2 separate regions of the Sus scrofa genome follow, and region 1 is linked to region 2. A link is a contact called in public HiChIP or PLAC-seq data. All regions are on one chromosome and are shown on one strand. The core of a region is the stretch at or near the end of the contact, and the rest is flanking DNA. Distances in the headings are between cores, read along the strand shown.

Region 1 (5,828 bases), core at 484-2,983, 330 kb after region 2:
TGTGACCGCCCCAGGGAAAGCAGTAAAAGGCGGAGGCGGGGCCAGAGTGATAACGGTATGGGCGGGAGAGAGCGGGCGGAGAAGGAGGGGTCCAGAGGGAGAGGGTAATAAAGATGCCCAGGGAATCGGCGATTGTACGAGTATGGTGGGGGCTGGGGATGGAAAGCATAGTTGCTTTGTCAGCACTTCTAAGCCCCTAACCCTTGAGTATCTGAAGCTGTTAATCAAACACTTACGGCCTGCAGAATGACGTAATGGACCTGTCTCCAGCCTTTATTCCTTGACACATGTCAGAGAGGGAGGGAAAAATAAAAATCATACACTCTGCGGGCTCTGACAACGAAATACACAAGAGACCCACTTGAGTTCCCGGCCCTGTACCAGCCTCAAGTGGGGGCGGCACCCGTTCAAGGAAAGTTAGGGAGGAGTGGACAAGATCAAGATCGGGGGCTTCATCTACCAGATTAGCACCCCCCCCAATAAACCTATAGCAAAAGAAAAGCGAAATGCAGCCGACGGGGAAAAAACATCTCTTTGGTTGCTTCGTGCGTCTTGCCCCTCTAAGACCGTCGTGAAAAGTTTTAAGCGATTCCTTGAAGAATCTGCCTGGAGAAGAGGGCTTCGCCGCCGCCGTATCCTGGGAACTGCCACCGCGCCGCCGCGGCAAAAGCGGGAGCTGTCATTTGGGGCAGCAGCGGAGAAGAGGTAATGATGCCAACGAGAACCGGACGGAGGCAAGAGGTGGCTGGAGGAATGAAGGCGAGAAGAGCCTCGCCACTCTCCAGCCCTCCGCGCCCGGAGTGAAAGCAAAGTGCCCTCCAAGAGCGACGTCCCCTCCCAGGGCGCGCGCGCCCACCACCTGGGGCCGGCAGCCCTGCGGGAGAGGTGGCAGCAGCAGGCTCAGCACCGGGGAGGGAGCGAGCCCCCCGCGCGCCCGTCCATCCGCCCCCTAGGTGACCCGGCGTCCTCGCCGCGCCCGCTGGAAGTTTGCAAACTTTTTCCGGGGGTTCCGCCGCATCACCGGGAAGTTGGGGACGCGGGGGGCGGTTCCTGGCTCGCCGTCTCCGCTGCCGCCACCGCTGACGCCGCTTGACCGCACTTCTGGAGGGTTCCGCACCTTGCCAGGTCTCTGGAGGCAAACACACACCCCCGATTCATAACTGTTCCCCGTGTCAGGGAAACACACGCGCGCTCCCACACACGCACGCACGCCGGGGCTGACACGGCGCTCGCTCCACGTTAGCATCCCTCCAGTCGCACGGCGCGGCGGCCACCGAGACGCGCTCCGGGACGGACTCGGCGTGGGGTCTCTGGGGTAGCCTCAGGACACAGCCGAATTCCACGGTCCACCAGCATTGGGGGACGGACTTCCCTCTGGTCCGCCAGAGTGTTTACAAACACAGATCATCCTCCAAAAAAAAAAAAAAAATGCATCGCATCTTCCCCTACTTCTTGCCCTGTGACCTGCCCACTAGACCAAGTAACCTCGCGGCTGCTGCCGAGAACCAGCCCCTGCAAACAAGTACGTTCCCGAGATGGCTCCCGCGGCAAGTGCAACAAAAGTGGCTAAATGCAAAAGCCCCAGAAGTGGCCGAGCCGTATTTTTAGGAACTTACCAAACAAGTGTGGAGAAGGCAAGAGCGGAGCCCGGGTGAAGGGACCACGTTGGACTGAGCAAAGATTACAATACATTCTATTTAGAGTGCATTACATCACCCCCCCGGTGACGTCACGTGGGATTCCTGAACTTCTAAATCATTGCGGCCCGTGGGGGGGTGGGGGGAGGAGGGAGGGGCGGGGCCGGCGCGCCGAGGGGGCGGGCCCCGCCCGCGCACCGCCCCACCAGCCGACTCTGGTGCACCCGCGGGGGAGCGGCGGCGGCAGCGGCGACCGCGCGAGCAACAGCTTGCAGAGGCCAGCGCCGTGTGACACGGCTCCCTGACATTAGTGGTGTGAGTCAGCTTGGAAACAATCGTCACGGTTTCAGACGGGACCACGGAGGAGGCAGGGACCTGGGCTCTCCCGTGAGGAGGGCCTGGTGGCATTTGAAAGGTGTGGGGACGGGGAGTAGGGGAAGGGTGGGAATGGGGAGTAGAGGAAGGGTGGGGAGGGGGTGCAGACGAATGCGGGAAGAGACTTTCTACAAACAGAAATGAGGAACGCTCCCCCTTCCCCCACCAGCAGATGTCCAGCTCCTTTTTGCCTGCGACAGTCGTGACCTCATTACAGTGTTCCCTGCATCCTGGCTTCTCAGAGCATTCACTCGACACCCCTTTTCACGGCCCTCCCCCCCCCCCGCCGCGCCCCATTTCACCTCCAAAGGAATAACTTCTTTATTGTGCACACTCATTTGGAATGTGATGCCCCTGTCCTTCCCAAGACCCCTGCTTCATGAGTGTGAGAAGCTGGAAGGAGCGTTGTTCCTGCAGGCGAAAGGTGAATTACAGCTAGAGCCAAATGATGAGCCTGATTTAGACTCAGCGTCAGATCCGGAAGGGCCCTTGGCGCTCACTTCCAGAGCCTCCTCTGTTACTTGCCCAAGCTCATAAGCTGGCAAGTGGCAGAGCCAGAGCCGGAATGCAGGATTCGGGGCCCTGGTCTGCAGTACGTTCCTGACAGCTCAGTGAGAGAAGGAGCCTGGTGTTTTCAGCATCAGCCAGGTCACCATGGCCATCCCCAGCTTAATTTCCATTCGGATGTTCTCTCTGTGAGTCGGACTCAAAGGGAAGGCAGAGGCTAAATCCAGGAGATGCCAGACATCTCAGAGCACCACGGTCATCCTTGCAGCAGCTCACACTTTGCAAAGCACTGGAACCCACGTGGAACTCCCCTGATTCTCACAACAACCCAGCACAAGGAGAAGTAGGGCAGGTGTTATAATTATCCCCATTTTACAGGGAGCCAAGGCAAATTCCAGAAGCTTAGGGGGCTGGCCTGAAGCCACTGGATAACTCCCGCCCCTGTTTTAAAACTCCAAATCCTAACTGGACTCCTTTCTAGAACCAGGGCGGAGCTTTCCATTCTCATGGGTTATTGATGGTTAGAACCTTTGCTGAGGACGAGTTGGCTGGGAGTCCAAGCTTTGCTTAGGAACAGTTTAGCCCCCATTAACAAACAATAATCATTCCTGACATTTATGTAACATCTGACATTTATATAGCACCTCTCATCCCAATGCATCATAACCATGACTGTGCAGTTTGCCAGAGAATCATGACTGGACTGGCTAGAAACTGTCGTGCTTTGCCTGGATCGTCACATACTTCTGAGCTGGTTTTGCCATACTAAATGGAAGAGCTCTGTGTTTCCTTTCTATTTTTTAAGTGTTTAAACAACTCTCTTTCTTGGTGTTTCTTGAGACCACAGGGACTGCTGACTATTCCTTTCCCACAGCTTGATTCAGAACTCATCACTGCGTTTCCTATTTGTTCTCTTCCACGTGTAGCCCTGAAGGAATTGCAAAAGAAGGGCTCCAGTCCTAACTTGAATCTTAACTAATAAAACTTTTAAAATGACAGCTCAATTACCTGTGTTTACAGAAGAAAGCAACAGCCTCCTGAGGAACAGCCTCCTTGCCCACATTCCTACTCAATTAGCTGGACATCCTTTTCCACCTAAAGCAAGGATCTACCTCCTTCTCCCTTAAAGAAAAAGCGTGAACCAGACAAGGAGCAACCTTGAGACAGAAAAGGCAGACAGCCTAACTTATCAATGCTCAGTCAGAGAGCTCATCTCTTCTTCCGGCTGACAGGTGTGGACCAAAGGAATAGAATGGAGAATTGAATAAGCAAAACTGAGATGATGATCAAAAGAGTTTAAAACCTGTAATTAGTTAATCAACATATAAATTTAAAACATTTAATTCCCAATATTCTCTAAACAGAAGCATATATTTGAGTTTTAAAGCAAGTAGCTCATCAGTTTCTAATACTATCCAAATCAGTTGTCCATCCTTGAAAATTGTTGCTGATCTTTTGTTTGATGTGCTGTTACCAGGTAAACATCACCCTGTCTACACCACGGTTGACAAGAGAATACACATGGGACTCTTCCAATGACTTCCCCAAAAACTTGATAATCATTAGGTTACTTGGAGTCTCAATGGACAGATAATTTCTCCACATCAGCCATATTGTTTGTGGTGCTGACTCACCTCTTAGCTTCTGCTGAACTGACAGCAATTTCATTCACAATGTTTCTAGCCATTGCATTACAGTTTTCTGTATATTTCAGATCTCTGTTACCAAATAAATCACCCATACATACAATTTTTTAAATGTAAAATGAAAAAGACAGGTGGTATTTATGAACGTGGACTCCAAAGTGAGGCTGGCACAGGACAAATAAGTACTTACCCTCACTTTTATCAATGAAATTAATGTGGCCAATGCCATGACAGAAGGAGAGCCAGTGATTTTAGCAAACTTAACCAAATAAATGCAAAAAGAACCTGTGTCCCCAGACCCATCCCAGCCCCACACTAACCCATACATGCACCATCTGTACCAAGCAGGCTCTCATCTGCCAAACCATGCCAACAGAGCCCTCAGGTTTGTGGGTGTGAATCTCTGCAGGCCTCGTGCTCACCATGTCTCTGTCAGGATCTCTCGGAGCCAGAGTCCCATGGGGGCTGCAATTCCTAGAAGCAGCCATGCAAGAGCATCTCAAGGAGTACCTTAGCAGGTGGCAGCCATAACCTGGGGCATTTGCCTGCTGGTGTGCCAGCACCACCTCCAGCAATGCCACATTACCTACTAGGACTCTGCCCATTACGGCCTGAGAGATATGTGGAGACAGGGACCCTAGAGTCAAGGTAAACTAGCTGGGGTACCACCCACCCAGGGCCCTTCCTACCTTCCTCACCACCCTCCACAGAGTAGGAGAACAGGTGAAGCACAAGGCTAACCATAAGACACCACACTGGCTGGACCTAGGAAGAGCTACCTTGCACCTACACTGACCCCCTGGGAGAGCAGAGGTTAACCCTTTAGTCACTGGATCACGTGGCAGCCCAAGGAAGAGGCCCAGGCAGCTGGGCCAGTAGAGTAGCACAGAGGTCAAAGCAGGGATTATTTACTAACCGCCATGGAAGAATTTTAATATTTTAACCAATTTACAGCCTTACCAGTATTTTCCTACGGAATGTGAGGCCTGAGGAGAACGATCCTAAGGATCCTTGGATGAGGAGAAATCATCATGCTTTGGATCCAGTCATTTCTCCAACATTCAACAGAGGTCTGCCCAGTACTGGGGAGAAAAAAAAAGGTCTCCTTCCCAGTTCCTAGGTTCCTGCAGAAGTTCTCAAACTTGGCGGCAAAACAAGTACTCGGGCAAATTGTTAAGACGGTTTCTTGAGTCAGACTTCCCCAGTCCGAACGTCTGGCATTGGGCCCAGGATTCTGCATTTGTGATTCTGACACATGTGTCTGGGGACCCCACTTCAAGTGACTCTGGTCAAGTGAATTCACAGATGGGCAGTGACCTGAGAGGATGCTGCCTGCCACATTGAAAAAGAAAAAAAAAAAAAACAAAAACAAACATGACCCTGGGCTCACATGCCTAAGACAAACCCTCTAGCTGCTTCCCCTAAAGACACATATATCCCTGAGAAGGCTTCCCTGTCCCTCCTATGTGCACCACTCAGAGGCACCTTTCCCCTTTTTTCTGTCATTCCAGGCTTTTTGCTTTTCTTTACTTTCTTTCTTTTTTTTTTTTTTTTAGGGCCACACCCAAGGCATATGGAAATTCCCAAGCTAGGGGGTGGAATCAGAGCTGCAGCTGCTGGCCTACACCAGCCACAGCAACACAGGATCCCAGTGGCATCTTCG
Region 2 (5,894 bases), core at 2,218-4,717:
AATGGGAGAGACACAAACATATCTTCAGTTTATTCAAGGTGCTCAGGTTTATATATAAATAAACAAAGCCTCGGTTAGATGGACATGGAAAATGTGGGAGAGCCCCATTTATACTCCCAAGGAAGCCAATATTTTTGCAATAAATAAGCTGAATAACTATAAGAATCAGAAAGCTTAAGGAGATTTTTTGTAAACCTTCAAAACACTGTGCTTCCAAGCAAAAGACTCAGGTAAATAGAGCATCAAAAAACGATGAAATATACTTTCAGACATGCATTTAGTTTTAGAAACAAAAATATAATTAACAAAGAAAGGTAATAAAGCCAGCTAATTATTATTATTATTATTATTATTATTATTTTGTCTTTTGTATTTTTAGAGCCACACCCGCTACATACGTAGGTTCCCAGCCTAGGGGTCTAATCGAAGCTGCAGCACCAGCCTACACCACAGCCACAGCAACTCGGGATCCGGGACCCGAGCCACATCTTCGACCTACATCACAGCTCACAGCAACGCTGGATCCTTAACCCACTAAGAGAGGCCAGGGATCAAACCCACATCCTCATGGATACTAGTCTGGTTTGTTAACCACTCAGCCACAACGGGAACTCCATGCCGGCTAATTATTAAGAATTTAAAAAATGCAGTAGAGGATGGACAATCTGCTCTGTCATTTGTCCTCTGGATTCAGACTCACCCCAATTAAGACAAGTTGCCTTAAGTACAGAAATTATCAAAAAAGAAAATCGAGTGGTCAACGACCATGGAAAAAGATGTGCAACGTTACCCACAGGGTAAGAAATGCCAACCAAAGCTGTTCCAGATTTTGTTTAAAAATCCGGATGTTTAATACTTCTGAAAATGCTGTAAGATGGATGGCCTCCTATAACATAGGAAGGAAAGAGGATCAGTATTAATTTTAAGAAATTTGGGAAGTTCTCCTGTGGCACAATGGGTTAAGGATCCAGCATTGCTACAGGGGTGGCACAGGTTGAAACTTCAGTACGGGTTTGATCCCTGGCTCATGAACTTCTACAAGCCATGGGCATCCTCCCCCTCTAGAAAAAAGGGGGGGGGAGAAAAAGGAACGGAAAAATTAAAAAAAAAAAGAAATTTGGCAATATATATATATATATGTATATATATATATATATCCTTTAAAATGTTTATTCTCTTTGACCTAGTAATTTATTTTAATTCTGGGACTACATCCTAAGGAAATAATCAAAGATGTAATCAAATAATTTCAGATCAGCTTTTTGTTTAATTTATTTTCTATAATCAAAGGGTTATTTCTAGCAGAGACAATCTAAATACCCAAAAATAGACATAAAGGAAGTTAAAAATTTTATGTGATATCCATAGGATAAATTATACGATTGTTGAAGTGTTTTCAAAAGATACCGAGCGGTATGGGAAAATGCACAAATACCATGTGAAACTTTTCACAAGTGGGAACACAAACCAGAGGCTGTATGCAGGGCTGCTCTATAGAGCTGTGCTTGACTGTGGCTGGCAGAGCCCCAGATACCAATGCAGGGATTTGGGAAATTTGTGGCAAGGATTCTCACCTGCTCAAATATCTCTCCCCCACTCACTTGCCATAGGGTCCTGAAATTCTACTGCTGGTGAGTCAACCATCTGAGTTAAGTCCTACCTTATCTCTGGAACTTATAAAAAAAAAAAAAAAAAAAAAAAAAAGCCCAAAGTGTAGGGCAGCGTATTAAGTCACAGTAACATCTCCATCTAAAAGTTTATCTGATTTTTCCCTCCTCCCTTCTATCAGGAAGTATTTACTGGGTGCCTGGAACACTCAGGAAAGCTGCCAACCCTGGGACATGGCATCAAATTGGCCTCTGTTCTCAAGGAGTTCACAGGCTGGCCATGGGGCAGGTTCACAGACAATGACATGTAATAAAGCCTCTACAAGGAAGAGATAAACAAGATGCAAATGGAGACTAGCCCAGCAGAAGGCATGGCTCCTGTCTACCTGAGGAGGTTGAGAAGACTTTGCAGGAAATGTACATTTGAGCTAAGTCTTAGAAAAAAAGAAAAGAAGTGGCGTTTGCAGAGCAAAGGAAATAGGATAGGAGAGGCAAGGCAGCCAGAGAGAGCAAGAAGTCCTCAGAAGAAATGTCAGGCTTCTGGAAGGGGCTTTCGGAGAGGGACCATGCTGTGTGGAGCTGAGTGGAGCAGGAGAGGCTGGGAGGGACACAGGACCCGTTCCCCGGAATCACGGGCACATTCCCATGTAGAGGTGACAAAAGGGAGATAGACAGTCCAGGAAAGGGTACAAGTGAAACACTTGCCAACTCTGAAATTCTACCCAAGCGCGAACTTGCTCCCTCTTATACTTGAGATGCTGGCTACCTACTGAAATCAGGTCACTGCCTTGCCTCTCTGGTTGCACCTTTAATCTTTAGAATCCAAGGCCAGAGTTGAATGAAAATCTTGTCCTCCTTGAATATATCTCCTGCCTGGTGAGTGCAAATACCATTTCGAAATAAAAATACTCGATCTATTTCTGTTTTTGTTGGGACTCATTGATTCTGAGAACCTAATGATTCATCTTATCCACACTACAAAGAAGGCAAGGGAATCGGTCATATACTGCAGTACAGCTAGATTTTCAAACAAACAGGAAAGACCATTTTAAAAGATATCAATGGGAAAAATATATTCTCTCTTAGTTTTGGATTTGAAGATTGGATTCTCCCTTTTATTATTATTTTTTAAAAATTTCCTTTTAAAACTCCCAAACTTTTAGGAAAACTTTGCCTTCTCTATGTGCCCCAAAGCCCCACCTTCCATTCCCCTCAGGGCACACATTTTCTGACGAATCTTCTGTACTTCCCACATAAAACACCAAACCAACGCACAGCAATCATCCCAAAGTGCAAAGCAAACTTTTCTTGTTAGTTGTGCTGGCAAAAATCTTGGAAAGTGTAAGCTACATAAATTCCAAGAAAAAGACCAAAATATATCTCTGCAAAGCAGAACTTCCTTCTAACAAGATTTGTAAAATTCCGCCCTTCACCGCCTCCCCCCCCAGCCGCTATTCTGACACAAGCTGAACTTATTTGCACAACGTTCCAAAGCAGACAGGGACACACGCGAGCGCACACGTACACAAACACACAAAGAAGACGTGCCTGAAGACTGTCTGAGAGGGAGTGTTCCGAACCAGACCGACCGTGTGCTGTGTCCTTGCCCAGATGCATCTGACTTCAGGCTTGGGAACATTAAACAAACACAAAAACAAGAGCCGGCGATGTGCGTGCTGGGCTGGGTGACAGAGGCAGCGAGCAAATATTGGGATTGTATTTCACCTGTTGCCATGGTTACCAAAGCAGGGTGGATACTTGCAGAAAGAGAAAGAAAGAAAACTGGGAAGACAATGAGTCCTAGGAGACCGAATGTGTGTACGCGGAGGCGCTGGTGAGGGCGGAGGAGGGTGAGCCAAAAGAGAATATCCCATAAAAAGGGCCATTTCAATACCGCTTTGTGCTGGGTGCTCAGAGAGCTTGGTCATCCCTCCATACCAGCACGAAACAGATCTCCAAAAGCCCAAGGAAGATCCTCGAAGCCCCAAAGAACACGGCAGTGAGACGTGGGACGTTTACTTTTGCTTGGTGGCAGGCAAAATCAAGGCAGTTAGTACTGGGTACCAAGAGATGCAAAACTCAGCGCATAGCCATTCTCCTGGGGATCAATAAGACCAGCTTAGTGATCTCAAGCCCAGACCACAAAGTCTCAGAAAGAACTGCAGAGAACTCTACCCATTTCTTCAGGCATTCTGATGATGAACTTCAATTTCTATTTCATACAAAAGCTGACTGACCCTCTTCTTCCCAGGCACTCTGTTTCACTAACGCAACTCTGCAGAAAACGCTTCAGGAAACACTGGCTTAGAAGGTTCACTATCACAGCAACCAGCAGATGGCTTTCTGTGTCAATTCTTGACCAGCACCTGGGAAGTGAAGTACTCTAACCTTGAAAACTTGGAATCTGGGTTCCCATTCCATTTCTTCTGCTGATTAGCTACATGAACTTAAACCAGTTGTTAACTTGAATGTCAGGCTTTTGTTTCTCAAAGGAAAGAATTTTGCTAAAATAATCCCTGAGCTCCTTTCCTGCTTTGGAATTTAGTGACTCATAGCAACAGATAATCTCTCAAATTCTCATTTTCAAAACAAATATAATCCAATGAATAATCCCATGTATTTGGAATTCTGATCAGCACCTGGAATGTAAACCCTATAGGAATTTGTTCTGTAGAAATATAAATAAATGGTTGCTAGCTCTTATCAATGATCTCATAATCTAATCATTTACATTGTACCAAAAAAAAAAATGGACACCATGTATTCCTAAATGAAACGTTCTACATTGTGTTAAGTGGGCAACAAGGCAGAGGTATGTACAAAGTTATACTTTCAGCCAAAAGAAAGGACCTGGGGCTTCCATTAGCTCTTAGAGGCATGTTGTTGCTTTTAGCTCTGTAATTCAGCCCTTGTCTTGGCCAGACAGAAATATGGATTAGCCTGCTCTCCAGTGTTTAGATGATAAGAACTAGAGAGGCTAATAGGTGGCTGAGCCCAGCTATTAATTTAAGCCAAGACTTCCTTTATACACCTGAGTTTTACTTTGATAAGAATTTGCTTTGATTCAGAATAAGTTATCATGGGGATGTCAGAATCAGCACAATGTAGTAGAAACAGGGTGGAAATCAAAGAAGACTTGGGCTCAGGGCCTGATCGTGCCACTGGATAATGCTGGAAAAGTTACAAAGAACTTCTCGGTGTTTATAAAATGAGAATAATAACATTTCCCCGTCGACTTTACAGGGTTGTTATGAGGCTCCAATGGGACAAAGGGCACGGAAGCACTCAGAATTTGGAAAGTGCTTTACTAGTATAAACTCACAGGATGATCATCCCCCTGGCTGGCAAAACATTATGGTTTAGAGTCAGGACCAAGCGCCCAATGCCTGGGTTCACATCCCAGCACCATTTTTTTTTTTTTTAAATCAGCTTGAATGTTCTTTGCAAGTTATTCAATCTCTCCGATTATTCATTCATAAAACAAGATGAAGGACCGTACCTCCGTCAGTGGATTGTTTCAAGAATTAAACGAGCTAATAATACACTGCAAGATGTTTAACATAATTTCCGCCACATACACAAGTGATTCATCAATGTCATCAATTACCATTTTCTACTATGATGTTTTAAGGTAAATTGCCCTTAAAATGAGATCCACTGTACATAGCAGTGAGAGCTTAGATTTTTGCTGTGGTCAGTGTGGAGTCTTAACCGAATTCCTATTCATCTGCATATTGGCCCGTGAGGGAAAAGGATTCTGCAAAGAGTGGGCACCTTGGTTCAGCCCATCATTGTGTTTTGATCACTGGCTGCAGGGACACAGGACTGCTGGCACCCTCCAAACGTTAAGAAGAGTTTCTTCCAAGCCAACAGCATTTCCTGCCTTGCCACAAAGCTTCTGAGAAGCAGACATGCTATTTATCACTGCTTTTTATTCCTGGACTTTTAGGAAGCAAAGCTGGGGGTGATGAAAGCAAATAGGCAAATTGAAGAACTGCATTTCTCAAGAGTGCCAGGGAGATGTTACCTGGAGACTGCCTTTTCATGTGTATAAACTTTCCAGGCAACTCCATATGGAGCCAGGCTTCCCTGTGATTTATCTGTTGGACAGTGGGTGGCCAAGGGGCACGGTAGGCAAACAGTTATCCAGCTTGATAATTAGGGAGGGGAAAGGCAAACACAAACACACCCAGGTTGACATTCAAAACAAAGTGGAGATTTAACCATGGATTGCTCACTATACCACCCCAGTTCTCATCTGCCAATCTGCCAGGAGGAAACTAGGAG

Evidence for each region. HiChIP or PLAC-seq counts read pairs in DNA pulled down with a chosen protein or histone mark.
Region 1: an H3K27ac HiChIP or PLAC-seq map of skeletal muscle shows a contact between it and region 2. The contact joins the promoter of CREB5 here to the enhancer-like site in region 2. A contact is called at or near these places in 7 of 47 Hi-C or Micro-C datasets (embryonic fibroblasts, fetal heart ventricle, fibroblasts and 4 more) and 1 of 2 datasets of contacts at active chromatin or transcription factors (skeletal muscle).

Annotation. Positions count from the first base shown.
Region 1 is chr18:44,262,781-44,268,608 of Sscrofa11.1, forward strand. It overlaps CREB5 (cyclic AMP-responsive element-binding protein 5), which reads right to left and starts at 1,734. Exons shown (of 11, transcript XM_013985749.2): 1 at 1,617-1,734.
Region 2 is chr18:43,929,749-43,935,642 of Sscrofa11.1, forward strand. All of the region lies in intron 7 of CREB5 (cyclic AMP-responsive element-binding protein 5), which reads right to left. Among named protein-coding and RNA genes, the nearest start is that of TRIL, 210 kb to the left of the region's middle. Within about 2 kb of position 3,468, at least 23 of the 83 cell types and tissues checked have an H3K27ac peak or open chromatin away from gene starts, as enhancers often do. A contact at or near this core is called in retroperitoneal adipose tissue and skeletal muscle, where this site is marked.